Regions from separate parts of the Mus musculus genome. Here all the other regions are linked to region 3. Evidence: chromatin contacts called from public Hi-C and promoter capture Hi-C data. All regions are on one chromosome and are shown on one strand. Each heading gives the region's core, a stretch centred on a gene start, on an enhancer-like site or on the middle of the called end of the contact. The rest is flanking DNA. Distances are from core to core; before and after follow the strand shown. Region 1 holds the start of Galm (galactose mutarotase). Region 2 holds the start of Srsf7 (serine and arginine-rich splicing factor 7). Region 3 holds the start of Prkd3 (protein kinase D3). Region 4 holds the start of Sos1 (SOS Ras/Rac guanine nucleotide exchange factor 1). Region 5 holds the start of Hnrnpll (heterogeneous nuclear ribonucleoprotein L-like). Region 6 holds the start of Morn2 (MORN repeat containing 2).

The links. Promoter capture Hi-C pulls out the DNA fragments that hold promoters and counts their contacts. A called contact is a pair of places that touch in the nucleus more often than the background predicts.
Region 1: a promoter capture Hi-C map of second pharyngeal arch cranial neural crest shows a contact between it and region 3. The contact joins the promoter of Galm here to the promoter of Prkd3 in region 3. A contact is called at or near these places in 6 of 39 promoter capture datasets (HPC-7-derived erythroid cells, the SN4741 cell line, cranial neural crest and 3 more), 1 of 115 datasets of contacts at active chromatin or transcription factors (pancreatic cancer cells) and 1 of 9 other capture datasets (liver).
Region 2: a promoter capture Hi-C map of second pharyngeal arch cranial neural crest shows a contact between it and region 3. The contact joins the promoter of Srsf7 here to the promoter of Prkd3 in region 3. A contact is called at or near these places in 13 of 39 promoter capture datasets (the 3T3-L1 cell line, the HPC-7 cell line, HPC-7-derived erythroid cells and 8 more), 2 of 484 Hi-C or Micro-C datasets (B cells and pre-B cells), 3 of 115 datasets of contacts at active chromatin or transcription factors (astrocytes, pro-B cells and stem cell-derived neural progenitor cells) and 1 of 9 other capture datasets (adipose tissue).
Region 4: a Hi-C map of muscle stem cells shows a contact between it and region 3, with 7 times the contacts expected there. The contact joins the promoter of Sos1 here to the promoter of Prkd3 in region 3. A contact is called at or near these places in 2 of 39 promoter capture datasets (liver and pre-B cells), 1 of 484 Hi-C or Micro-C datasets (muscle stem cells) and 1 of 115 datasets of contacts at active chromatin or transcription factors (astrocytes).
Region 5: a promoter capture Hi-C map of liver shows a contact between it and region 3, with 2.2 times the contacts expected there. The contact joins the promoter of Hnrnpll here to the promoter of Prkd3 in region 3. A contact is called at or near these places in 7 of 39 promoter capture datasets (the 3T3-L1 cell line, the C10 cell line, the HPC-7 cell line and 3 more) and 3 of 115 datasets of contacts at active chromatin or transcription factors (astrocytes, bone marrow-derived macrophages and embryonic forebrain).
Region 6: a contact with region 3 is called in a promoter capture Hi-C map of 3T3-L1-derived adipocytes, with 3 times the contacts expected there. The contact joins the promoter of Morn2 here to the promoter of Prkd3 in region 3. A contact is called at or near these places in 5 of 39 promoter capture datasets (the 3T3-L1 cell line, 3T3-L1-derived adipocytes, hippocampal neurons and 2 more).

The regions. Positions count from the first base shown.
Region 1 is chr17:80,125,865-80,129,844 of GRCm38.p6, forward strand. It overlaps Galm (galactose mutarotase), which reads left to right and starts at 1,607. Exons shown (of 7, transcript NM_176963.4): 1 at 1,607-2,041. The coding sequence starts at 1,852.
Region 2 is chr17:80,205,980-80,210,334 of GRCm38.p6, forward strand. Srsf7 (serine and arginine-rich splicing factor 7) reads right to left here and starts at 1,326. Exons shown (of 8, transcript NM_146083.2): 1 at 1,196-1,326; 2 at 1-49. The coding sequence starts at 1,223. It also overlaps a transcript of Gemin6 not described here.
Region 3 is chr17:79,017,899-79,022,237 of GRCm38.p6, forward strand. Prkd3 (protein kinase D3) reads right to left here and starts at 2,918. Exons shown (of 19, transcript NM_001171004.1): 1 at 2,787-2,918.
Region 4 is chr17:80,477,604-80,481,893 of GRCm38.p6, forward strand. Sos1 (SOS Ras/Rac guanine nucleotide exchange factor 1) reads right to left here and starts at 2,850. Exons shown (of 22, transcript NM_009231.2): 1 at 2,234-2,850. The coding sequence starts at 2,320.
Region 5 is chr17:80,060,136-80,064,174 of GRCm38.p6, forward strand. It overlaps Hnrnpll (heterogeneous nuclear ribonucleoprotein L-like), which reads right to left and starts at 2,133. Exons shown (of 13, transcript NM_144802.4): 1 at 1,522-2,133. The coding sequence starts at 1,857. 4933407O12Rik reads left to right here and starts at 2,087. Exons shown (of 2, transcript XM_006525248.3): 1 at 2,087-2,437; 2 at 2,538-3,327. The coding sequence starts at 2,105. The coding sequence ends at 2,663.
Region 6 is chr17:80,287,508-80,291,495 of GRCm38.p6, forward strand. It overlaps Morn2 (MORN repeat containing 2), which reads left to right and starts at 2,705. Exons shown (of 5, transcript NM_194269.2): 1 at 2,705-2,830. It overlaps Dhx57 (DEAH (Asp-Glu-Ala-Asp/His) box polypeptide 57), which reads right to left and starts at 2,969. Exons shown (of 24, transcript NM_001163759.1): 1 at 2,549-2,969.

The DNA of each region.
Region 1 (3,980 bases), core at 357-2,856, 1.1 Mb after region 3:
GCTAAGTAACTCTTCTTACAAAAATATCACCACAGTCTGTACTATTTAACTTAACCCCCAGGATTTATCCAAAAAGCAAAATTAAATAGCTGGTAGTATTTAACAATGGTTCATTCCTCCATTGCTGCTTTGATGTTGACCTCCTTGCAGACAGTGATCATGAACACTGCTGTCGATTAAGGCTCTGCATGTAGAATAATGATGTGAGGTTAAGAAAATGGACTGTTTGGTTAAAAAAGGAGCAAGGTTTGCAGCTCACACAAGGTAGTCTTGTTTACCATTCTAAATACTTCAAAGCCACAGGGAAAGAAAATCAAGACCCGTACCCTGTACATCTTAGGGAAATATGGTACACTTCATGCGCCAAGTTAAGCAATAGGAACGTCTCTGGTTACACTTGGTGCTAGCCACCCAAGGTGTCTTTCTTCCCTTGGCAGCATGAGCTTGGCAGAACACTGAGAACTGGAGGCTGAGAAATAAAAACTGTGGTCTTCCCACTCACAGAAGAGGGTTCTCAGGCATCGTTGCTAGCACAGTGTTGTTGAAAGGGCCTGTGTATAAGTCAGGCACACACGGTAAGTGGGCTGAGGAGACTTGCAGAGTCTGTAAGAGTGTGTGATGAGCAGTGTACAAGAGTGCCTTTGGGTTATTGTGTGAGGGGACGCACAGTCTGTAATTTGACTTGTTTGGGTCTTTTTGATATTAGATATTGTACTTTAATAAAGCCTGCTGCAAGCTCTTTTTCTTTCCTATCAGAGTTTCCCGAATTTCGAGAGGGATAATTGAGGCTTTGTAGCATGAATGCTTAAGATTCCTTCATATTTCACAGTCAGAAACGAGTGAGACAGTTGTTTATTGGCATTTGATTACAGGAACATGAGCTCAGTTCTCCTGTTTTTCTAACCACAGATGCGTTTCCACCCTCACCGTGTCTAAATCAAGACCAGAAATACAGATAGACTGAGTTATACACGTCTTTAGGCTCCCAGACCTCTTCTTCCTAGAGCCAGAATCCATCTAGAGCTGTAGATTAAGCAATGAAAGACTGAGGTATTTTAATCTCATGATCTTACTGAGGATCCTAATAACACTTTCCTAATCCTAGGCCAACAAAGGAGAAACGTCAGACTTAGCCATCAAACCTTCAGTTTCTTTAAATCTAGTCCCAGATAATCCACACCAGAATGGCCCAAGAGATGATGAAAAGTAGGTAAAGGAGCGGGCCTCCAAGCCTGCCCACCAGATGTGTTTCTTCAGAGCCCATTAGGGACAAGAGAGAACCTTTTCAGAAAGGAGGAAAGGAGAGAAAGAGAGAGAGAGAGAGAGAGAGAGAGAGAGAGAGAGAGAGAGAGAGAGGAGAGAGAGAGAGAGAGAGAGAGAGAGAGAGAGAGAGAGAGAGAGAGAGAGAGAGAGAGAGAGAGAGAGAGAGAGAGAGAGAGAAGAGGAGAGGAGAGAGAGAGACTTTTTTTGACCCCCTAAAGATGCCTTACGCGCGCGCACCTGCGCAAAATAAAGTTGGTTCGTTTTAAACTACATGCCCCAAGATGCAATTGCAATTTTCTTAAAGACTACTATTCCCGACATGCACTGCAGTCAGGGTTAGAGAAGGAAAAGACCAGCAAACTCAACTGGAAAGTTTGCTTCTCAGTTACCTCGGATAAAGGAAAAATTTTAAAAAGGCATCGGAGCATTTTCCCCGACCCCAGGAGTGGTCAACTGTTTAAATCCAGGCAATAAAGGGGAGGAGTTAGTCTGAGTTCCTCCCCTTCTCCCGGGAACTTTATCTTTCCAAACGTGATCCAGGCTAGAGTTTGAACAGCAAGGAGAAGCTGCACACCCTGAACTTTCCCAATGGTTTCGGTGACCAGAACCGTGTTTGGAGAGCTGCCCTCGGGGGGAGGGACAGTGGAGAAATTCCAGCTTCGGTCAGACCAGCTGAGTGTGGACATCATCTCATGGGGCTGCACGATCACTGCTCTGCAGGTCAAAGACAGGCAGGGGAAAGCCTCAGACGTGGTGCTTGGCTTTGCGGAATTGGAAGGTGGGTCGCGTCCTGCCCAGGACTGCTAAACGGTTTGGCCTGTCAAACAGGCCCGCACACACTCCTGATCCTGTGTACACTGGGTTCTTCCAGTCACTCACGGGACCTGACTGAGGTCCCCAAGCTTGGAGCAGTCTTACTTGGAAGCGCGTGAACGGGCTCATGTAAGCCACTTAACAGGATTTTGAGGTTGGAAAAAAAAACCGGATCTAATCCAAATAGCTGTAGGACTTGGCCCCCCTTAGTCAGACTTTGTCACTGTTCACGAGGAAGTCAGCTGAGAAAGACCAACTCCCTGGAATGAGCTTAGAACTGTGGGGCACAGGGCGGTTTGCATGTATTCCTCGCTTGTGGTTTTCTGAGGAATGAAAATCAAAGACGGACGGGCGCCTGCTACTATCTCCCTTCTTTCTCTTGTCAAATCTTCTCTGAGGGCTCCTTGAGCAGAAATGCTTTAGAATTTAGGACTGATGTAAACCCATCAGATTGCTTGGCTGTTGTGGTCAATGTAGGTAGGGCACAATGTCCTTCATCTGCTCAGAAACATGTTCTCAATGAAAGGGGTAGAAATAAGGCCTCCTAAGACGTGGACATAGTCATCAGGATCAGCTGCGCAATTCGCAGCATGTCTTTTTGTTTTTGTTTGTCTGTTTTGTTTGTGTTTGTGGGGTTTTTTTGTTTTGTTTTGTTTTGTTTTGTTTTAAATGGACAGGGCCTCGTTCTGCCTAAGCTGTCCTGGAGCAAGAGCCAGCCGTTTCATCTTGATCCACGCATAGGTTTTATCTTAATTTATGCATTTACAGCTCTGTTAATGCAGTGGACTCAACAAGATAGACAAAGGTCATTTTCAACTTGCAGTTTACGGAGGGGGGGGGAGGGCGGGGCGCGGAGCTCAGACTTTAGCTCAATAGTTACATAATTAAATCATTGGATTGCGGTTTGATTTGCAGCAGGAGAAAAAATTATATCTTGCCATTCCTTAGCATTGCACGTAACCAGACAGAAAACAAACCCTGAAGTAAAATGGGCAAATGGAAAGAGAATGAATTCGCTCTGCTCAGTAATGGGTGTAAACAAACTTTGTACCACAAAAGGGGATTTGAGGTTTTCCTTGTGGTTCCTTTTCTACCTAACTGGTTCTTCATATGTTTAACCTGGCTCTTCATTTGGGATCAACAGGAAAACCCTGTCTTATTTACTTTTTTTTTTTTACTTGTCCCTTAGGCAATTAATGTGCCCCCCCCCCATCTTGTCAAAACGCATTATAAGAGGATTGCTGAGTTTTATGTTCTCTTCTTGGCTGGCTGTCTTTATGTCTTTGTTGTCCTGGAGCCTCCACAGCCCTGAAGATTATTATTTTTCCCCCAGCAGAATTTCTTTGGTAACTTAATTGAGAAGGCTGTTTGTTATAAGAGACAGGCTGGTGGGAAGGTGTGGAGACTTGGCTCCTCATTCTATATTCAGACAGGTGATGGAGAAAGTTTTAGAAACTACAGAGTCACTCCTCTATGCTAGGAAAATAGCCCCTTTGTGGGCTGAAATAAAATCGCCAAGAGATTATTTACAGTGGAGTGGAGGGGGAATCTGATATGAGGCCTAGAACTCCAGAACCAGGAAGAGATTAGAGGTAGCAGGTGGGAACCTGCTCTTTTCATCTGTCTCTGCCTCACTGGGCATGCAGAGGGGCACAACCCACCACCCTACAGCGACCAGAGACATACCAACCACCCTCACTCCAGGCCACTTTCAGTTTGGAGGTAAGAGTCCGGGAGACCTGAGCTAAAATCTCAAGATGTCTTTGAAGTCATTATGAAATGTGAGCTGAGGTGACATCCCACCCAGGTAGCACCAGTTTTCCTTACAGGCACGGAAGTAATAATTGTGAAGCTATTCATTGTCGTCCGGGTGCCTGTTGGAGGCTTAGTGAACAGATTATCCT
Region 2 (4,355 bases), core at 76-2,575, 1.2 Mb after region 3:
TCTCCTTTACCAGCACCAGTTCCCAGGTTACCAACATATACCTTGGTTTCTGTTTAAAAAATGTAAACAGAACAAATGTTATTCAACGTGTGATAGGGAATTCATTTCTTTAAAACAGACCATCCTTAAAGAGCTGTGCAACGTACACGTTTTGTTTTGGAGACTCTGAGCCAGCTAAGTGATCTACTCGGAGCCACCCTACAACTATGTTAGCTATACATCGCTCAAACGACTCTCAGGCCTCAACCTCCCTGAGGCAGCTAGTGCACCACCAGGTCTGGCTCCCTTTATTTAGAGGTCTTCACCAAGTACTAAATCTTACAGCGTGAAAGACTGGAAAGCCAGACCTGCGACCAAGTTCTGGCGCTCTTATAGGAAGGAAACCCTGGGAGACTGCAGCGGGAGCATGGTAGACTTGAGGCGTGCGGGGTGGAGGTGGGGCCCGGCTCGGGCCCGCCCCGCCCCCCGAGTCCCCGCAGCCTCGGGCACAACAGCGCGCGGGCTCCGGCGGCCCGGCCTGCGGAGAGGTCTACAGCGAGGATCAGGGCCGAGCCAGTTCCCGGCTTCCACAGCAGGCGCAGGCTCACCCGAGTCCCCGCCCCAGAGCCAGAAGCCACGCTCGAAACGGCGAAGGAAAAAAAAAGAGAGAGAAAAAAAGCCGTCGCCGCTTGCAGCGGTCTTCCCCTCGCGCTACTCCTCATGCCGACCAATTGTTGGACGACGCGCAGCTCGCAGCTGCCGGTTTCGTTCCGTCTCCAGCCCAACCCGAATCTTAACGCCCATCATCACTCCCCGGCTCCAGTGGCGGGAAAGCGCTGAGGAAATGCGCCACCACGGTCATCAATGTGCTCAAAATGGCAGCCGCCGCCGCCGCCGAGGGCGGGGGGTGGGGTGGTGGAGGCGGGCGGCAGCGCGGAGAAATGGCCAACGCCACCACGGCGACCCCGCCAGGCTTCGGCCTGTCCAGGAGAGACCAAAAGGCGCCAAGCGCCCGGGCCCTAAGCGGCACACATGCCCTCCAGTCCCGCTCGCCCTCCTCCTCCCCGCCCCCGCGGCCTCGGGCTTCGTACAGCGTGCGCAGGAGCCGCCATTACGCACGCGGAATAACCGTCTCTAACCGCCGCGCCGCCCCTGCGGCCCCGCTCTGCTCGGTCGGCGGGCAGCACCGTCCTCCCCTGGGGCCCTGGCCGCTTACCTCCTCCATACCGCCCGTAGCGTGACATGATGGCCGGCCCGTGTACTCGGCTCTAGCTTGGAATGCTCACAGCGCGAGTAGCACGGAAGCGGCTGCGCAACCTCCTCTGCCTGCAATCCCGGCGGCACTACAAGGAAGAGGCCGGAGTCGCGCTTATATAGGCGGCGGGCGGGGATTCTTTTTTTCTGCGCATGCGTTGTGTCAACGTTCTGCGCGGCACAAAGAAGCTGGGCGGAAACAGCCTAGAGGCGGGGCGGAGGGAACTTAGAGCGAGACTCTGCGAGCGGAGCGGAGGGATACGTTTCCATGGGAACGCCGGGATCTTGCCCATAAACCTGTGGCCTTCCGGCGGTCTCCTGCTCCCTCCCCTCCCCTTCCCCTTTCCTGAACCCTGTGGGTCCTCCTAACCTCTCCCAACCCTTTTACCTCTTCATTTTAATCTAGGAACTGACAGCGACCGTAACCTAAGTACAGGTACACTAGACCGTTCTGTGAAAGTCCGTAAAATTTAACCGCTGCTGTCCCGGTCGCCACCTTTGGGGTACCTGGCCTAGTCTGTGTTCAGTGATCTTTAAGGCTCAACAGAGGTAATTAAACTAAGACCAGTGTGAAAATAACCCTTACTCCACAGTTATGTCTAATGGTTATTGCATCACGGGCCTCAAAAGGGATGACTTCCCCCGGGGAGTCTGCATAATACCTCTCCTTTTTGCACTGAGTCACTAATTTGTTAGTTTGATCTGAGTACTTGGGGGTTTGCTGAAACAAAGGGATAGGGTTGTGGAGAAGGGGTTCTGGCAATGTTAAAGTTGTGGCAAAACTGTAAAAGTTTGCAAGCATACTGAGCCGAGACAATTCTTGCATCTGAAGCACAAATTTATTTTTCCCTTCTAGTGCTTTGGATTTTTTAAAAGTTGTGTGTGAATTTTTACTTAAAACCTTACAGCTCAGCCACTCAATACGTATCAGTCTCCCTGAGTTGCTTAAAATCTGCCTTTGAATTCTGCATTTGCCAAAATTCAACTCTAAAAAGAGAGCTAAGTTCTTTTTTTTTTAAGATTTATTTATTTATTATATGTGAGTACACTGTAGCTGACTTCAGACACTCCAGAAGAGGGAGTCAGATCTCATTACCGGTGGTTGTGAGCCACCATATGGTTGCAGGGATTTGAACTCATCATTTGAACTCAGGGATGACCTTAGGAAGAGCAGTCAGTGTTCTTACCCACTGAGCCATCTCACCAGCCCAAGTTCTTTTTATCAACCAGCAAAAAACAAACAAACCAAAAAAAACAAAAAACAAAAAACAAAAAACATTACATCGTAACTACTTGGAATACTCAAGGGTTGGAAATTTTACACATAAAAGAGGAAGTTCCTAGGTACGTGTATTTCATCTCCGTTTTCATTTGCTGTGTGTGGATTCAGGTGTGGAGTGCTTTCTCTAAAGGAGTCCTTCTTGGTCAATAAAGCATGAGACTCTTTTAAAAAAAAAAAAAAGATTCATTTGTTATTTATACGAGTACACCGTGGCTGTCTTCAGACACACCAGAAGAGGGCATCAGATACCTTATAGATGGTTGTGAGTCACCATGTGGTTGCTGGGAATTGAACTCAGGACCTCTGGAAGAGCAGTCAGTGCTCTTAACTGCTGAGCCATATCTCTAGCCCCTCCCCCCCTTTTTAAAAGCAAAGACTCTTAAGTACTACTAATTTATATGTATGTTGATTTTCAAATATTTAAAATTATAGTGTCTCAACAAAAATCTCTGGCAAGAAAATAGAAACTCTACACAGTGAAGTATATTGTTCTGCCTCAGTCTTACTACACAGTATATTGTTCTGCCTCAATCTTCCTGTGTTTGCTTGCCACAGGAACTTCTGCAGTCCAGGCCTCCCACAGATTCACTATGTATACAACCCAGAGCTTTTTTTCATGCTAGAGAAATATTCTTCTAATCTGCTTCTCTCTGAAAGGCATTGAGCAATAATTATAAACATTTGTATTCTCTCTGAAGGAATAGCAATTCTATAAAGTCTAATTCCACTTTTTTGTTTGTTTGGGATTTTGTTTGTTTGTTTTTCAAGATTGGAGTCTTTCTGAGTAGCCCTAGCTATCTTGGAATTCTCTCGGTACACCAGGCTAGCCTGGAACTCAGAGAGACCCACCTGCCTCTGTCTCTTGAGTGCTGGGATTAAATGTGTATGCCACCATGCCCAGCCTCTAGATTTGAGTTTAAATGAATCTACTTGGGTCAACACATATTCTAACATTTGCTAATATAAGCTATTGAGTGATTATTATTATGCCACAGTTGTTAAATCTTGGCTATTGGGGGCTGGTGAGATGGCTCAGTGGGTAAGAGCACCCGACTGCTCTTCCGAAGGTCAGGAGTTCAAATCCCAGCAACCACATGGTGGCTCACAACCATCCGATCCTGAGATATGACTCCCTCTTCTGGAGTGTCTGAAGACAGCTACAGTGTACTTACATATAATAAATAAATAAATAAATAAATAAATAAATCTAAAAAAAAATCTTGGCTATTACCACATTAAAGTTGGGGGTTATGGCTAAGACAGGAAAATAATTAGAGGCCAGCCTGGGTTACATAGTATTATAGTATTATAATCCTATGATCTGCATAGGAAAAACCCTATCTTTGAATTTAGAACAACAAAAAAAGGAAGGCAGAGTATTCATAATCTTTTTACATCAATTTTTTTGTTTTGTTTGGTTTGGTTTTTTGAGACAGGGTTTCTCTGCGCAGTTCTGGCTATCCTGGAACTCACTCTGTAGACCAGGCTGGTCTTGAACTCAGAAATCCACCTGCCTCTGCCTCCCAAGTGCTGGGATTACAGGCGTGTGCCACCACTGCCCAGCCCAATTTTTAAAATTTATCTTCATTTATTAAATGAAAAGAGTTGAACAGTTGTTTTTTGTTGGTGGTGTTTGTTTATTGAAACAGGATCTTGCTGTAAGCTCTTCCTACATCCATCTTCCAGTGTTCTGAGAAAAAGTTGACTATATATGTAATGGTGGTTTTACCTAGTGCCTGAGGCATGCATGCAGGAGACAAGGAGAAAGTTTACTTTTTCTTTCTGCTTTTTCAAGACAGGGTTTCTCTGTGTAGCCCTGGCTGTCCTGGAACTCACTCTG
Region 3 (4,339 bases), core at 1,668-4,167:
TGCCAGGGAGACTTAATTCCAGTGGGGTCTCAGGGAAGGTCTCTATAAAGAAACAAGTAAGAGGATTCCAGAGAACAAGACACGTTAAATACTACAAGGAGGGGCTCTCATTATTTAGGGTAACCAACCTTCTATGTGCATTCTGCAAATGTTAACATGAAGAGTAAAAAAAAAAAAATGCTTTTCCTTTGTAATACCATGTTTACGTGACTCCCAGGGGTAAAGGGTTGTCCAGGTTTAATTTCACTTTGTGTACAAGGAATGGTAATAAAGTTTTATCCTGACCCTCGTGAGGATATGCACATGTGTATGGCATGTACTGTGTGAGCATGTAAAGAAGCATGGGAGCTTTTCCAGTGACATGCCAGTACACTGAAGTCAATATCCACGCTTTACCTCGAAAAAGGTCTGACTTTGCTTAATGCTTGTACAGTATACAAAAAACTCAGGTATATTTGTAGATTAAAAAAAAATCTGTGGCAGTCTCTCCATCAATTGCATATTCCAGAAACATTCCCTCAGATTAATAGAAGACTGTCTTTCTAAGAGCTTAGCACTCTGCTAAATTGTTCCTTCTACAAGTCTACTTCTCCGGGTAGCGGTTCACTCTCTGCCCTTCCACCGTGTTGGAGAACAGAGAGAGGGCACACCAGGCAGCTTCTCTGCGCAGGCACTGAGAGGTGTATCCAGGTACCGGCACATCAGTCTGGCAAAGCAATACGAAGCTATGGATAAGCTTGATATATCTTCAGCCCTGCACCCGTAGTTTCTAAGAAATCTGATTGGCTAATTGCCAAAGCACAATTCTCATGTGCAGCCACTGTAAGTTCACCACACGAGCAGAGAAAATGTTTTATCTACATCGAAATTAAAACTAAAACATTTCTTAAGTACCACATCCCAGTTTTTCCTTTTAAAATGACTGCTTCAAAGAGGCAAGTTCTGTTTGAATTACATAACCCAAGAGACTCAAGAGATGTGATTATTAAATCCAATTATGTGCCTAATCAAATTATATGTAAGTAATTATACATCAAATCCTGAATGAGTGTCTTTAAAAACAAGCAGTGAACTCCGCTATGGTTAGTATTTTTGCCAACTTTAGAATTCTGTTGAAAACTGTCTGTCCCTTCTGTGGAAAGTACACTTTAACAACTCTCTTTCCCTCTATCTTTATGTATGAGGTGTTTTCAACTCCTCTGACTTTTAAAGTTTAACTTACTGTGGCTTTTGGTGTGTATAGCAGTGTTTAGATGACAAACAACACAAAAACAGAAAGAAATGTCTATTTTAAACAGGTCATCTGATAAAATAGCTTATACAATGTGCAAGATTAAAGGCTCATGGCTATAAAACCTCTTTAAGGGATTGGTGAGGGGGTAGGGGGTACTAGAGAGAGTGAGGGGTAGGGCATCAGAATGTATGAAACTGCCAAACACATTTAAGAAAAATTCTTTTAGTCTTAACAGTCCTGAAATGTGAACTGCCCTGGCTTATCAAAGATGCCTCCAAACCCATATTCTCAGGCCCATGACATTTATAAACCTATCCTATGAAGCAAAACCTATTGTAACGGTTCCCGTGAGACGTTTTAAAAATAATATATTTGCAAAAACTTGAAACAACTTTCTGGCTAAACTGCTGTTTTATCCCACCCCAGATTATAACTGGGAGAGGAAATGTTCTTCTAGAGCAAATGTTACTCAGAACTGAGTCTGGCAACTTCAGGGATGCTTTCTTGAAGCAAATCCGTAGGCTTGTCTACCCGCCTGGCATTAAAAGTTTAAACTCCAGCTGAACAAAATCAAAACTGCTAAAACTGCAACATCAGGTACAGAGTAAAAGTAACTTTTTAGTGTAATAACGTTTTTCTAGGACATGGATGAAAGTATCTCAAACTGTTGCTTCATTTGTGCCTACAGGTTTTAAAGGCCCTGTCCTACAAAGTAGTACTTCATGTTGAAACTTATCCTCTTTAATCAAAGATGACACCGATAGTCATATTTCCTGTGGGGACGGGCGTGGTTGAAGGGACAGTTACATCCATGCCATCAATCTGTGTACGGAAAAGTCTGCAGGTCGCCTGTAGCCTGATTTATATTCGTGCTTGCTGACAGCACGGCCTATACTTCTGATTTCGACGATGTGAACTAAAATACCCGACACGCAATCAAGTAATGTCGTGTGTGCTCATTATTATTATTATTATTATTACTATTTTATTGCTCCACACTCGCGGATGTTTCAACTCAGGGCGAAGCTCCCCCAGGGAATGAGAACGACTTGGAGCGAGGCTGCAACAGGCAAGCCTAAAGGCAGTCAGGAAACTGGGGTCACTATCCTCCAAACCCCGGATACTCGCCCCTTCCAGCCCCAGGACCAGGAAAAGTGCAGCAAAGAACCGGGAAGGCTCACTGCACCGTGCCGCCGGCGGCAGGATTAGTTGGCGGGGCTCGGGAGAAAGCGGGTCCCCGAGGGCCAGGGCGCGGTGGGTCACCAGCAGCAGCCGCGCGACTCCAACTTGGCCTCGGCGCGGACCGCGGAACTTGGCCGCGCCGGCGCCCCCGGCCGCCCGCGGAGCACCGCCCCGACTTCCCGCCCAGCCGCGGCCGCCGCCCAGCCCCGCGCGGGTCCGAGTCCCGCCGCCGTCGCCGCGGCCGCCGCATGCGGTGGGGGAGGGGCCGCGCCACCTCAGCCCGACGGGTCGGGAGAACAAAGCGGCAGCGGCGGCGGCGGCGCGAACTTTTTTCGGTGTCTGCTCCGCGCTCCCTCCAGCGACTACTTACAGAGGCGGGCTCGGCTGTTCTGGAGAAAGTCGGCGCGCGCCAGCGTCCGCGTCCCGGAGCAGGAGCCAGCGAGGCTTCACGCGCCTCGCACGAACCCGCCCGCCCGCGCCCCTTCCTCCTGCCCTCCCTCCCGTCCCGTCTCGAGGCCGGAGGGCGGGGGGCCGGGGCGCGCGGGCGGGGGCGCGCGGCCCGCGCGGGGCCTGCCGGGAGCTGTAGTTCCCCGCCGCGCGCGGTTGGTGGGTCTGGCTCCGAGGGGGCGCGCGGAGGCTCTGCAAACCCGCAGAGGTCCCCACCGGGCGCTCGGAGCGCGGGCTTGAGCGCGACTGGAAGGACGCGCTGTACTCGAACCTCTCACTTTGCTGTCCCCCTAGGCGGGCGCTGGCAGTCGGTGACAAGAGGTGACCACCTGAACGCAGCGTCCAGAGTGGAGGACCCTCCTTTCCAAAGTTGTCCCTTTCGGCGTTCCCGGGGGCAGCTGTCACCCAACACCCAGAGCTACACAGACACAGTCCTTCACCGGCGCCACAGCAAAACTTGGAGACGCCGCTTGCACGTGCCTGTGTTTCCTCTTGTGCACCTTAACACTGGTGCGTTGCCCTCTCTACCAAAAGAGCGGTCGACAGTCATGGAACCTCAGAGAGAAGAAGCCCTGTGTGTTAAATTATAAATAGTTGATGAAAGAGAAACATCTGCGCGGTACAGTCACTGACACAAAAACTAGATAGTTCTTCCACGTCGACGTTTTATATCTTCAAAGTAAAATATATTGTCATAAAGGCCACTCGTCTGGATGCAGAAAGCGGGGTGGGGGGCAGCTTTTGAGAACATAGGGGAGAATTAATCTGGGTACAGAATCTGTAATATTAATGGATAGTCCTGGATTTGAAATAAGTGAGACCTCTCCCTGCCCCCCCAGGGATAGAAATGGGAGACCGAACCCACTCACAAGGTCACTGAAGAGCTAAAGCACTGACCATACTACTAGCTGCAGCCTCGTCTCCTAGGGAGTGAGGCTTTTAAAACAAAACTGTGTATAATCTTTTTCTACAGGGAGCGTTAAGGGGTGGGAGGACATTTCGGACATTTCTCTGGAATCGGAAACTGCCAACATCCACTAAAATCTAAATCTGATTACATCTTTGTTCTTAAAGTCTTACCCAGACACCACTCACACTAATGCAGGCAACCCTAACTAAACAAAAAAGGTGTCAAAGGAAAGGGCCCAGTTCAGAAGGGGCTCAATTGAGTAGGGTATGGGTTGTGAATATGATCAAAATGGTGGTGGTGGAGGGCAGGGAGCGAGGGAGGGAGGAGAGGGAGAGAGACAGAGACTCTTTAAATATATTTTGTGATTCTTTTACTTTAAGATTAAAAGCAGATTCATTCCAGTGTACCCTCTTCTTAAGCGTTCCCTTGCCTAACTGCTCTCTTCTTTCTTTCTTTCTTTCTTTCTTTCTTTCTTTCTTTCTTTCTTTCTTTCTTTCTTTCTTTCTTTCTTTCTTTCTTTCTTTCTTTCTTTCTTTCTTTCTTTCTTTCTTTCTTTCTCTCTTTCT
Region 4 (4,290 bases), core at 1,600-4,099, 1.5 Mb after region 3:
GAGCATATTCAGGCCGGGTGTGGTGGCGCACGCCTTTAATCCCAGCACTCGGGAGGCAGAGGCAGGTGGATTTCTGAGTTGGAGGCCAGCCTGGTGTACAAAGTGAGTTCCAGGACAGCCAGAGCTATACAGAGAAACCCTGTCTCGGGAAAAAAAAAAAAAAACAAAAGAGCATATTCAGAATATGAGAAATATATCCAACCTTGTCTTGGGTGTCTTAAGAGCATTGCAGGTGGAAATGTAAATGAGGGAAAGAACCTCACACATTAGGGAGACTCTGTAAACTCCCTCTTCATATCACTTCTACAGGGAGGTCTCTGCTTCAAATGGAAAACCAACCAACCATGAAGCGATAGAACACAAGCAACACTGATGAACTGGAGACAAAACCCTTTCCAAAGAAAGCAGTCACTCAAAACTCTAGCAGTTGATGGTGAAAATGTATGGCCAGTCCATCTATAATTCAAAACAAACAAACCTCAGAGTTTATGTGATAGTTCTCATTTTAAGAAACTGGTGACTGCCGGGAGGTTGGTGGCGCACGCCTTTAATCCCAGCACTTGGGAGGCAGAGGCAGGCGTATTTCAGAGTTCGAGGCCAGCCTGGCCTACAGAGTGAGTTCCAGGACAGCCAGGGCTATGCAGAGAAACCCTGTCTCGAAAAAAAGAAACTGGTGACTAATTACATACATTGAAAAACAAAACAAAATCCACAATGCCAGCCACACAAAATAGATTTCAGCAAGGACCACCCAAGTGGCAAGTTAGAGTAGTCTGCCAACTTCTACAATGCTCTGTCTACCATTCTAAAGGAGCCTCGAGTGTTATTTTGGAGGTTTCCTTAGAATAGGAGCTATTGCTTTTAAGCCATATACCTCAAACTGGTTCTATGAGAGCTTTTGTACATATAAATCAATTTTTTGTCTTCATCCTGTCCTGTCAAAATACCAAACTTCTAGCATCATGAGGCATTCTTCTCCAATTCTCCAAGCTAAGCAGGCAATTGTGCAGGTAAAGCCAATGTAGAAATGGACTGAAGTCTCATGGAGTCATTAAGGATGCACAACAAGGTGGTCTCTTTGATTTTCTTAGAAAACATACAGAGGTTTGTAAGTAGGGAGACACTTGAGGATAAAGCGCAGGAACCTAAGTCTGAAAGATAAAAGCAAAGTCTTCCAACAAAGCCAACAGTTTCCACATAACATACCAAGAGGGGAAGGGGAGAACAGGGCAGACGAGAAACTGAAAGGTACTGGCCTCTGGGAGTATGAAATACCTTTCAAGACTTTCTGGTAAAATAGAAAGGCTCTGCATAATGGCACAGTAAACGCCAGGTACTCAGTAGTAACAAAACTGCATTTTAGCAAAGATAGCACGAAAATCATCTGAGCAACAAGAAATGGGAGATTAAATTGTAAAACAATTTCTACAGGTAAGGCAAATGAAAACAAAAACCAATCTGGTTGTTTTAAAATCCATTCAAGCACACCTGTTTCAGATGTCTTAGTACAGTATTTACTATGTCACTAAGTGTTGCTGTAGAAGCTGTTAAAATGTAGCAACATTCACGAATAACTTTAACCACTGGCAAACAAAAATCCAAAATGCCTAACCAAAGGACAGACAGTTGCTTTAGAAGCTTTTAAAATGTAGCAACATTTCCAAATAAAAAGATGCAAAACACCAAACCAAATGACGTTCAAAGATTCTCAGACACTTCAAAAGAACCAATCTGAATACAGTGGCATGTGCATCACCGCTGTAATGGGGGAGGGGGTCAAGAAAACGGGGAGTTATGACTGAGGACGAGCACAGCCGAGCAGGCCATGTTCTTGCTGGCAGGCAACCTCGCAATTACTTAGGCAAGCACTGTGGCCAAGGCACTTTCGAGCCAGTGAGAGTACCGGACTCCTAAAACGAGAGGTTGACCGCAGTTCGGAAGATCGAGAAGGTAGGCAATGGCCTTCGTTGACCTCCACGGAAAACCGAGGCTCCTCCAACCCCCGCCTCCGCGCTTGGATGATCCAGACCAACCCTCCCCGACTGTGTGCGGCCTTCCCACGCACCCCGGGCGAGTGTCAACAGCTGGAGCAGCGGACGCGGGGAACCTCGCAGCCCGAGCAGACCTCCCCGAGATCCGAGACCGGGAAGAAAGACGACAGTGGCGCCCCGCCTCCCCACCCTCGCCCAGCCCCGCGCGGACTGCGGCCGGGAAGCGGGTTCCGCGCCCCTACCTTTTTCAGCGCAGGCACCAGCAGCCCCCGCCACTTGGGCGCGTTCTCCTCGCTGAAAAACTCGTAAGGCAGCTGCTGCGCCTGCATGGTGCCCGCGGGGCGCCTCGGGGCGGGCGGAGGGGCGGCGGCTCGCGGCGCGGAGAAGGGCCACAGCCCGTGCACGGCCCGGCCCCCTCGGGGCGCCGCGCGGCCCGGCTAGCGCTGGCGAGGAGTCTGGGGGGCGAGGCCCGCGGCCGGACACCCACCCGACACGCGCGCCGCTCGCCGAGAGCCAACGCAACCCGGCGGCGGCGGCGGCGGCATCCCGCACCACCGCCCCGGGGCAGGCCCCCCGCTCCGCCCCGGGCCGCCCTCCGCCGGGGCTGCGCTCCCCGGCACGGCCTGGCCCGCCGAGAGACGGCGCGTGGATGGACGCTCCGGCCGGTGGCGCCCGCTCGCCAGCGGGGAACTCAAGCGAGAGGCCCAGAACGGGACGAAGCGGGAGCAGGGGTCGGTGGGGAACGGGGAGGGCCCGAGGTCGCTGCCGGGGAATCCGGCCGCTTGGCCGTCGCCGCCGCTGCTGCTACCGCTGCCGCTGCCGCCGCCGGTGTAGCGCCGGAGCTTCCTACTAGCAAACTGAACCTGCTCGCAACTGAGCATGCGCCGCTGGCCCGGGCCGGTTCGCTCCGGGTTTTCCGGCTGCCCGCGGATGAGGAGGGGTGCGCGCCAGAGGCTGGGGAGGGCACTCGCAGAGGCGGGGCTGAAGGACCCTGAAGGCGAACCCGCGACCCGAGAACCTGGGTGTGGGGGCCTGCGAGCAGGCGAAGCGCCCCTTTTGTGTGGTCCCACAGCCCGGGAGCCCATCCAGCTCTAGGAGATCCTAGGCCCTGTGTTTCAGAAAAGGGGTGTGTGTACTTTGTTCCCAGCACGAAGATAAGGAGTGCCCCGAGCATGCACTGTATACTAAACAGATTGCACAAAAGATAGATCCCTCTCACAAAAACAAAACAAAACAAAACAAAAAAAAAAAAAAAACAAAAGGCCCGACTGCTCAGTGTTTGTCTAGTGGGAGGAGAGATTGCCTGTTTCCATCTGCCTTTCCATGCCATGAGGACGTAACGCATACGTGTAGTATTTATTGATCATGTGTCTATTCAAACCCACAAGCTTTTATTTATGGATTTAGTCCATCCTGCTTGGGATCTTTCATAGCTTCAACTGGATAATTAGCTTCTGGAAGGGAGGGATTTCCCCCCAGCCCTCACCTCGCCTTGGTACAGGACCCAGGATAGAGATATGAAAATCACAGAATGCTATAAAAGCAGTATCTATGAATTGTCCGTCCATCCTAAGGATGGACTTGCTTCCTGTAGTGGCACTGTGCAACGCTGTGGCACATGTGCTCTATCATTGAACGCTTTCTTAGTAAAACGTCTTAGTTTTCAGTTTTCATTTCATAGATGAGAAGACAGTTGGAAGAACCATGCTGTTTTGTAGTACAATAAACAAGATCTCACAGATGAAAAATGTTTGAAACCACCATCTTTTAGACTACCTCTTAGGATCTGAATGAAATCTACAAGCCTTTCCTTTTATAATACATGTACAGATTTGCATCTTAAAAAAAAAGAAGTCCCCCTCATTTTGAACGTGTTCAGTAATAGTTTGAAGTCCATCCATTAACCATCAGAGTAGTAAGACAACAGCAGACCTGCTGGTGGGAGGGCTCAGCCAGGAAAGAGCAGGTGCAGCCAAGACTGGGAACCCAAGTTCTGTCTTAGATACCCAAACGCTGGGAGCAGAAAAACTGACTCCCAGAAGTTCGTCTGATCTCTACACATGGCCAATGGCAGGTGCACCACACACAAGATAAATATAATTTTTTAAAGAGAAAGGCAGAGGAATTATAGCTTAGGAAGGACTTAGAAAAGGAATTTCAGAGAACAACTGATATATCAGTTATTTTCAACAACTGGTTTGTGTGGTCTTAAGTGACTGAACCAAATCAACTATTATAGAAAACTATTCCTTGGCTTCTCGTTATTAAAACACATTTCAAGCTGCGAGAAGTGATGCAG
Region 5 (4,039 bases), core at 883-3,382, 1.0 Mb after region 3:
ATGCTGACCTTGACCAGAAGGCCAAGAACCAGCTGTGTCCGTAAAGTGACAACAAGAAAAAAAGACTCCTTTAAAAAAAAGATATGGTCAAATTTATCCATCACATTTTACTTTTCTAATTATCCGAATTTTTACATAAAAATTCCCACTGGGCCAGTGAGGTGGCTCAGGTGGTGAATGTCTGCCAGGACTCACAGGATGGAAGTAGCTGTGTCCTTTGACCTCCACACTCGCCTGCATGCTCCAAAGCACACAACACAAATGAATGTAATTTTTTATTATTATTACTCAAACAGGAGCTGAAGAAAGAGCTCATCCAAAAAGCACACAGTGCTCTTGCAAAGACAGCCCAAGAGCTTGACTCCCAGCACTCGAATCTGGTGAGTCGCAATGAAACTACCTGTAACTCTACCTCTAAGGAACACTAAAACCTTACTAGGCTGCCATGGGTACTTGTTATGAACCCATACATGTAACTTTTTTTTTATTTAAGCTAGACCAACAAAAATTCGAACTTTAGAAAGATAAGCGGCTTCTGATTAAAAAGGGTTGGAACACCTTAATTTTTGGAAGGTGTGCATAACTTCGTCAACTTCTGCTAAGATTTGATCTCAAATGTATTAAGTGTTTAAATAATATCTTAAGTCGTCAAGACCGTTTAAAGGCCCCCAAAAGAGTCAAAACCGTTCGGATTGGTTTGTTTCCTTAAAGTCTCCATGGAACTGAAGTTGTGGGTTGCGCTGTCCACATTCCTCCAGCCTCCAGCTAAACGTTTCTGATAAAGGAGGACTCGAGGAATGTGTGACTGAATTCCCACAGCTCTGCATTCATTTCCTTCTGTGGGGGACAAACTTGAAGTACATTATGAATGAAGAACTCTCGTCATCTGAACGCCTTTTATTTGACAGCAGGGACAGACACACACACACACACTTAGATCACCGGCCCACTCATTTCTGTAACAAGAAAACTTATCTTGGCCATTGCCTGGCCTGAATGAACCCCATGCCCACAAAGCCTTTTCTATAGAAAGATATTAAACTAGCGAGGGCTAAACTACGGGGAGAGCACGAGGGCGCAATTTGTCATTGCATCGCGGTTCCCACGGAGACGAGGCCACGAGAGCCTTCCCGTTATGGTTGCCCAGCGTGAGGATGATGCGGGTCGGGGAGGCCGGGTCCCCAGCACAGCCTCGGAGCCGGAGTTGCTCAACTAACAAAGAGCGGATCCCGCCGAGGGCGCGCGGCGCAGCCTCCCGGAGCGGAAGCGACACCCGCCCGCCCCCGCCGCCCCCACCCCGCTACCCTCCCCAAGTTCAGGGCCCGGACTCCGGGAGGCCCGGCACCCCAAGCCCACCCAAAGCCGGCATTCGGGATTCGGGGATCGTGGGCAATAAAGGAAAGAATCAGTCCGAGTCGCCAGCTACGCGCTCGGCGTGCACGCAGCGGCAAAGGCGGCCAGGCCGAACCCCCGCCGCCGGGCCCTGCTGGAGGGACGCGGCGCGGCGCCGCGCTTTGTTACCGTGGACAGGGGCATGCTCCGAGGGCCACCGCCGCTGCCACCTTCGTCGCCGCCGCTCCCTCCCTCATCGCCGTCGCCTTCGTCGCCTTCTTCTCCACCTTCGCCTTCCTCGCCGTCGCCGCCGCCGCCGCTGCCTCCGTCTCCGTCGCCTCCGTCGCCGCCGCCGCTGTCGCTATCGCTCCCCGCCTGAGGCGTCGCTTCCTGGCGATTCTCGCTCTCCTCGGCCGAGTAGACGATCTCTCCCTCCTCGGTCTTGAGGCGCTTGGCCTGGCTCTCGAACTCCCGGTCCTCCTCGTACGTCTCCTCCTTGGGGGAGGAGGAGGAGGAGGAGGACATGGCGGCGGCGGTGGAGACGGCGCGGGAGACGGGCCTCAGATGTCGCTGATCGGTCCCCGCCGCGGGCTGCGCCTCCTCGGCGCGGGTCTGAGCTGGCCCGGCGTCCTCCGCGGCGCGCTCCAGGAGCCCGTGACTGAGAAGGGAGCGCGGGCTGAGGGGACGCTTCCCTTTATCTCTCAGCCAGCCTCCAGCCTCTCCCTCCGCCAGCTTCGCGGCTCCCAGCCCCGGGGGGGACGCGAAAGTAAGGATGGGGCCGGGCCGTGGCTTCCGGTCTTCCCTCCTCCCTGATCCGCTCCCCGCCGCTCAGGCGGAGCCTCCACCCCGCCTTGACTGCCGCCGGGCGGGATGGGATCCAGGGCCCGAGAGTTTCCGCCCCCTTGCCGAACTTCCGCCTCCTATTGGAAGAGCGAAAGTCGATCTGGCTTCCAATTGGCTGGAAGAACTGCTCGTCAGAATCCCAGCCTGGACTCTCGCTGGGCTCCGGTCGGGACCGTGCAACGCCCGCTGCGCGCGGTTCCGCAGCGGTTGCAGCCCCGTGGCGGTTAGCGCTGTTAGGCCCTGGCCGCCGCTGAGATACCGGGTGAATGTGAGGAGCCGGCGATGCGTTCGGCAGAGTCGGGGCTGTGGGTGTTAACCGCCTTCCCGCTAATTTGAATGCTTTTCTTCTTCATTTTAAAAAGATGAGGGAGACCTGGAGAATCTTTAAAAAGATGAGGGAAACCTGGAGAATCTCCGCGCACCTAACCACACACAGCCCCCGAAAGCGCGTGGACTCTGCGCCACTAACTAAACAGAACAACCGTTAGCTGTTACTGACTGTGGCGAGCCAGCGAGATGATGCACACAGGTCTGCGCAGGGCATAGGTGACCTGCAAACCGGACCTATTGCTGCAGACATACCTATCCAAGTCCCTGCTGCAGTTACATATTCTCAACCTTCCTCTAAAACCCCTATTCTCACTGTTCTGAATGATCGTCTTCATTTTCCAAAATAGGAAACTCTCACAATCCTGTTCGTTTCCAGCCCACAACTCACTTCCTCTGTGAAGCCTAAAGACTGTTTTAAGGTTTTTAGCTGTTTCTATTTGCAAAAGGCCTTTGAATAACTAAAGGTGTTGTTTTAAAACAAAACAAAACTGGACGTGCTTAAGGGCAGGTACTGTGTTCATTTTTATAATCTAGTTCCAGTACAGTTCACCCCAACCCAATCCACCCCCGAATGGATTTCAGTGACCAACTTACTGGGTTGAAATTATGGTGTCTAGCTAGCAAGAAACCCACCGCGCCCTAAGTGCCCTGTTACTTTAAGCCTTGGAAAACTAAGATTCGTTCTGCGCACTTGTTTTGAACCTCTTCCTTTCCCAGTTGTGGGTTGTTCCCTCCTCTAGCCTGTTTTTTTTCCCCCAAAGGCATTTCTTCCCCCAGAAAGATGTGTGATCGTTCTTTTAACATATGTTGCTTTCTCCTTTATACTTTGCGTCGCTTGTCATTTTAGAATCCTAAGGAATCTAAGCGTTTCTGCAAACTGTACCACTGTGTGTGAGAGAGAGAGAGAGGCCGCTTGCAGAACTGAAAATTAGAAATATGTCTTTAAAATTAAGATAAGACTGACGTGTACCGAAGAAATATCAAAGAAGGAATTGCAGAGCTGGGGACAGATAAGGAAACGTCCTGAGCGAGAGCAACTGCATCCGCAGTCAGAAAAACACTGCACCAGTTTTGCCCAAAAGTTTTTGTCTGAGTCAGATGCTCCATACAAATTGACAGTGCAAAAGTTTCTGTGCAAGAAAGTTCAGGTACAAAAGTTTTAAAAGCTAAGATCTAAAAGGCGTAGGTTTAGGGCTGGAGAGGTGGCTCAGCAGAGGCGGTGCAGCCCTCAGGGAAGCATAGGAGCTTCCCGGTGCTCTTCCTAGGGATCCGATGCTCTCCCTTCTGACACCTTCATAGTCACCATGTCACTGAGCAGTGTTCTGCAGGGACTGTCAAGATGGCCGCACCTGTCAAAATGGTGGCATCAGTTAAAACAAAGTGGGTGGGGGGAAAAAGCACCAATCACTGAGCAGGAAAACCAGCCAATCCCTGAACTCCCTAAGATCAAGACTTGAAATCCTACCAATCCTGACTCTGGAAGTCTCCACCCTCCTAAGAAATCCTCTATGTGCCTGCCTTTTGTCCAATCCCC
Region 6 (3,988 bases), core at 1,455-3,954, 1.3 Mb after region 3:
GGATGCTCACAGTCAGCTAATGGATGGATCACAGGGCTCCCAATGGAGGAGCTAGAGAAAGAACCCAAGGAGCTAAAGGGATCTGCAACCCTATAGGTGGAACAACATTATGAACTAACCAGTACCCCGGAGCTCTTGACTCTAGCTGCATATGTATCAAAAGATGGCCTAGTCGGCCATCACTGGAAAGAGAGGCCCATTGGACACGCAAACTTTATATGCCCCAGTACAGGGGAATGCCAGGGCCAAAAAGGGGAAGTGGGTGGGTAGGGGAGTGGGGGTGGGTGGGTATGGGGGAATTTTGGTATAGCATTGGAAATGTAAATGAGCTAAATACCTAATAAAAAATGGAAAAAAAAAGATAAAAAGGTTCTAACAAAAAAAATTATTTAAGAGAACAAGGCTATTACAGAGTAGTTGCTGAATGCCTCACTCAATAACCTATGAGTGGATATATGAATAGGTGGAGAAAGTGAGCCATGAAATACTTGTGAAGAGAACATCCAAGCAGCAGCAATGACAGATGCGAAGGTTTCAAGCTCGGAACATCAATTAGCGCCCTGGGCCAGGTGCTGGGATGAGGCCAGAGTGCACAGAAGGAAATAATAGTTTCAGTTGGGCAACTATTACAGTCGTTCAGGTTAGAGAAAAGAAATGCAGTGTCTTAAAAATGGTGGGGAGGAAGACATAGGGTGTTTACATCGAAACTCCATTGGCTGTGGCTATGAGGGGCAGGAGGAAGTGCCTGTGTCAGGGAGACTTTGAGATAGAATGCTAGCTCCTCAGAAGTTTTACTGTTGGTTTGTGTAAACAGAGCAGAACATTTATACTAAATAGGCTACTCTGGCTTTGGTGGAATGCCGTGTGTGTGTGTGTGTGTGTGTGTGTGTGTGTGTGTGTGTTTAAGTAAAGCTTTCAACAAATGTTTTGGTAACTGATTCTTCTTTGCTGTGGTACCTGACTTCAGTATTAGCTGCATTGTGAGTGGTAGATAAAGGTGGTGGTTTGAGATTTGAATCCAAGACTGGTTAGTTTTTATACGAATGGCAGATTCCCTGGTGGGTGGGTCATTAGCTAGAATCAGGAAAGACAGTTTCTCCTAGGTGAGTGGGACCCCCCCTCCCCACAAGTGGCCAAACACCATAGAGAAACCAAACAAAAACACAAATAATGTCCTCTTTCAATTTAAAGTGTAAAACTTGCCAAGCAGTGGTGGCAGACACCTTTAGAGGCAGGTGGATCTGTGAGTTGGAAGCCAGCCTGGTCCACAGAGTGAGTTCCAAGCCAGCCAGGGCTACACAGAGAAACTGTCTTAGAAAACAAAAACAAACTAACAAACAACACCCCTCAATTATTTTAACTACTCTCTAACCCTAGATCCCCACTAGGCAAGACATCCTGAGCCCCAACCACGAGCTCTCCAAAGGACAGCAGTATATACATACACTCACAAAACCATAATGACATGAAATGATTAACATGTGACTGAAGGAATGGCACAAACTGAATTTTCAATAATCGCATTCTCCCACCCCCCTCCCCCCACCTTTATGTCTTTCCAGACAGGGTTTCTCTGTGTAAATAGCACTGGCTGCCCTGGAACTCGCTTTGTAGACCAGGTTGGCTTCAAACTTACAGAGATCCATCTGCCTCTGTTTCCAAAGGCGTGCACTACCACGCCCAGCTGCATATCGGGTTTTTGTCTTTTTGTTTTTTTTACGTAGGAAGAAAGGAAAACATCAAACATCTTACCACCCAAACCACCCAGCTGGGGTCAATTCATACATTGAGAAATGGCTGAGGAAAAAAAAAAGGCAAGAAGATTCTGTACTGACTTAAAACAAGTTGCCTCACACCAACCCAGAAAAGGTTACATTTTCAACTTGAGCTGTAATTTTCACGCAAAAATCTGAACCAAGATTTACCGATTATAGCGGCATCCGATATCACATTCCCCAGACGTTTTCTGTAGAATACAAATTAGGTTATCTAGTCCGCAGGGAGGAATCCCACTATCTATGTAGCCTGCTAAGATTTCATCTTTCTTTACCATAGACACTGGATCCAAGTTTGGCTCTAAAAGGATCCTTTGTTTCACACCCAAGTTTGGCTCCCACGTACAGCATCGTCAAGCTGAGGTGATGAAAACTGAACCCACACCGCTTGCCTCCCAGGCAAACCTCTGACCACTATACATTCCCCCAGCTCCATTCAGATACCTAGTCATGCAAGGTTCCTTTCTTCAACATCCATCTTCTCCAACCCTTTCCCCAAACAGCCCCTCGGGTCGCCACCGAGCCACAGACAGGAAATGGGGCTGGCGCCCCTCCTTTTCAACCTTGCTCGGAGCCGTGGGTGTGGACGACCTCGACTGCAGATCCCGGGGTTCCCCAGGATTCTGCAGGTCCAGGTTCACTGCCCCTGGGCTGACAGGCAGGACCATAGGGGCTGCATGGTCCTCGGATGTGATCACTAGAGAGGGGAGGCGGCAGGCGGGCCTGGCAACCCCGAACCCGCGCGGCCCCGCACATGCCACGTCAGGCCGTACCTGGCTCGTAGCGTTGCTGGCTGCGGAGCTCAGGAGGCGGCACCCAGGGTCGGGGTCCGGGCTGGGTTCAGCTTCCCTCTTGGACCTCACCCGCAGCAGCCGCCCCGCCCAGGTGTCTTCTGATTGGCTTCTTGCACTTTTGCTTCCGGGTGAGAGGTCGCCCGGTCGCCCCAGCAACCGAGGCCCGCTCTGTCCTAGAGCCCAGCTCCCTCCAGCCTGCCGAGCTGGCGAGCCTAGGGGAATCGCAGAGTCGCGAAAGCCTGTCCTTCACGTCTCCATCAAGTGAGTGCGCTTCCTCTCGGGAGCTGATGGACCCGGAGCCAGCCGCAGCATCCACTCTGGGGTGGAGGGGCACCGACAGCCCGGCGTCGGGGGATCCGGAGATACAGCGTGGGCCCCCGAGTCTGTGGGTTCGCTGTGCCTATCACTCCGGATTTGTTTCCTTTACGGTGCCAGATCAATGGCAGAGGTTCCTGCTAACTCACATAATCCAGAAATTTGAATGTGGAAACGTCACCCCCTTATTTAGAGAATATTAGTTTCTGTAATCGAACTCACACAGATAAGGTTTTACCTATGTAATACAGTGAAGTAAGCCTGTACAAATGGAAAAGAAATTAGCTTGATGTTTCTAGACTAATATGGCTGCTGATTTTGGTACAATGACAACTCAACATGGTTGAAAACACAAGTACAGTTTTCAAAAATTAAACGTGTGTTTAATATATATACATATTTAATATATTATATAATATATATTAACATATAATATATTAATATTATTTTAAATATAGGTATATGTTTATATGTGTATATATTTATATATGTGTATATATTTTTATATATGTATATATATCTATGTATATGTATAAAGAGCAATAATAGTATGTTATGCATCAGTAATAACAACAGCTTTTTCAGGTCCTGTAGTCATCTGAACAAAATTGTAGACGTCTAGCCTCGCCTTAAAAACAAACAAACAGAAAAACACCACCAAACAACTAGAAACAGCACAGGTCTGTGACCATTAGGGTACCAGCACAATATATATATGTATATAAGTATACACATATACATACATGTGTGTGTATTGTACATATATAATTATATGTATATTATATATATGTATGTATATTATAGACATATAATTAGCTTTTAAATCATCTGTAAAGAAGACATCCTGAGTAATATTGGAACCATCTTTGATAAAGCTACCAATTCATATCATGCAGCAGGTAGGAGATATTTTACACTCACATGATACAGTGCTGCCCCCACATTTGTAACACTAGAGGGCGAAAAAGGCATTTGAGACTTCTTTTTACTTTTTTCAGCAGAGGGCCAAATGCTGGTGTGACATAGCTCTGTAAAAGAAGTGCACTCTTTTAGATAGGAATTCCTTTCAGTAGTGTTCAAAGTATTACACTCTCACGAAACAAC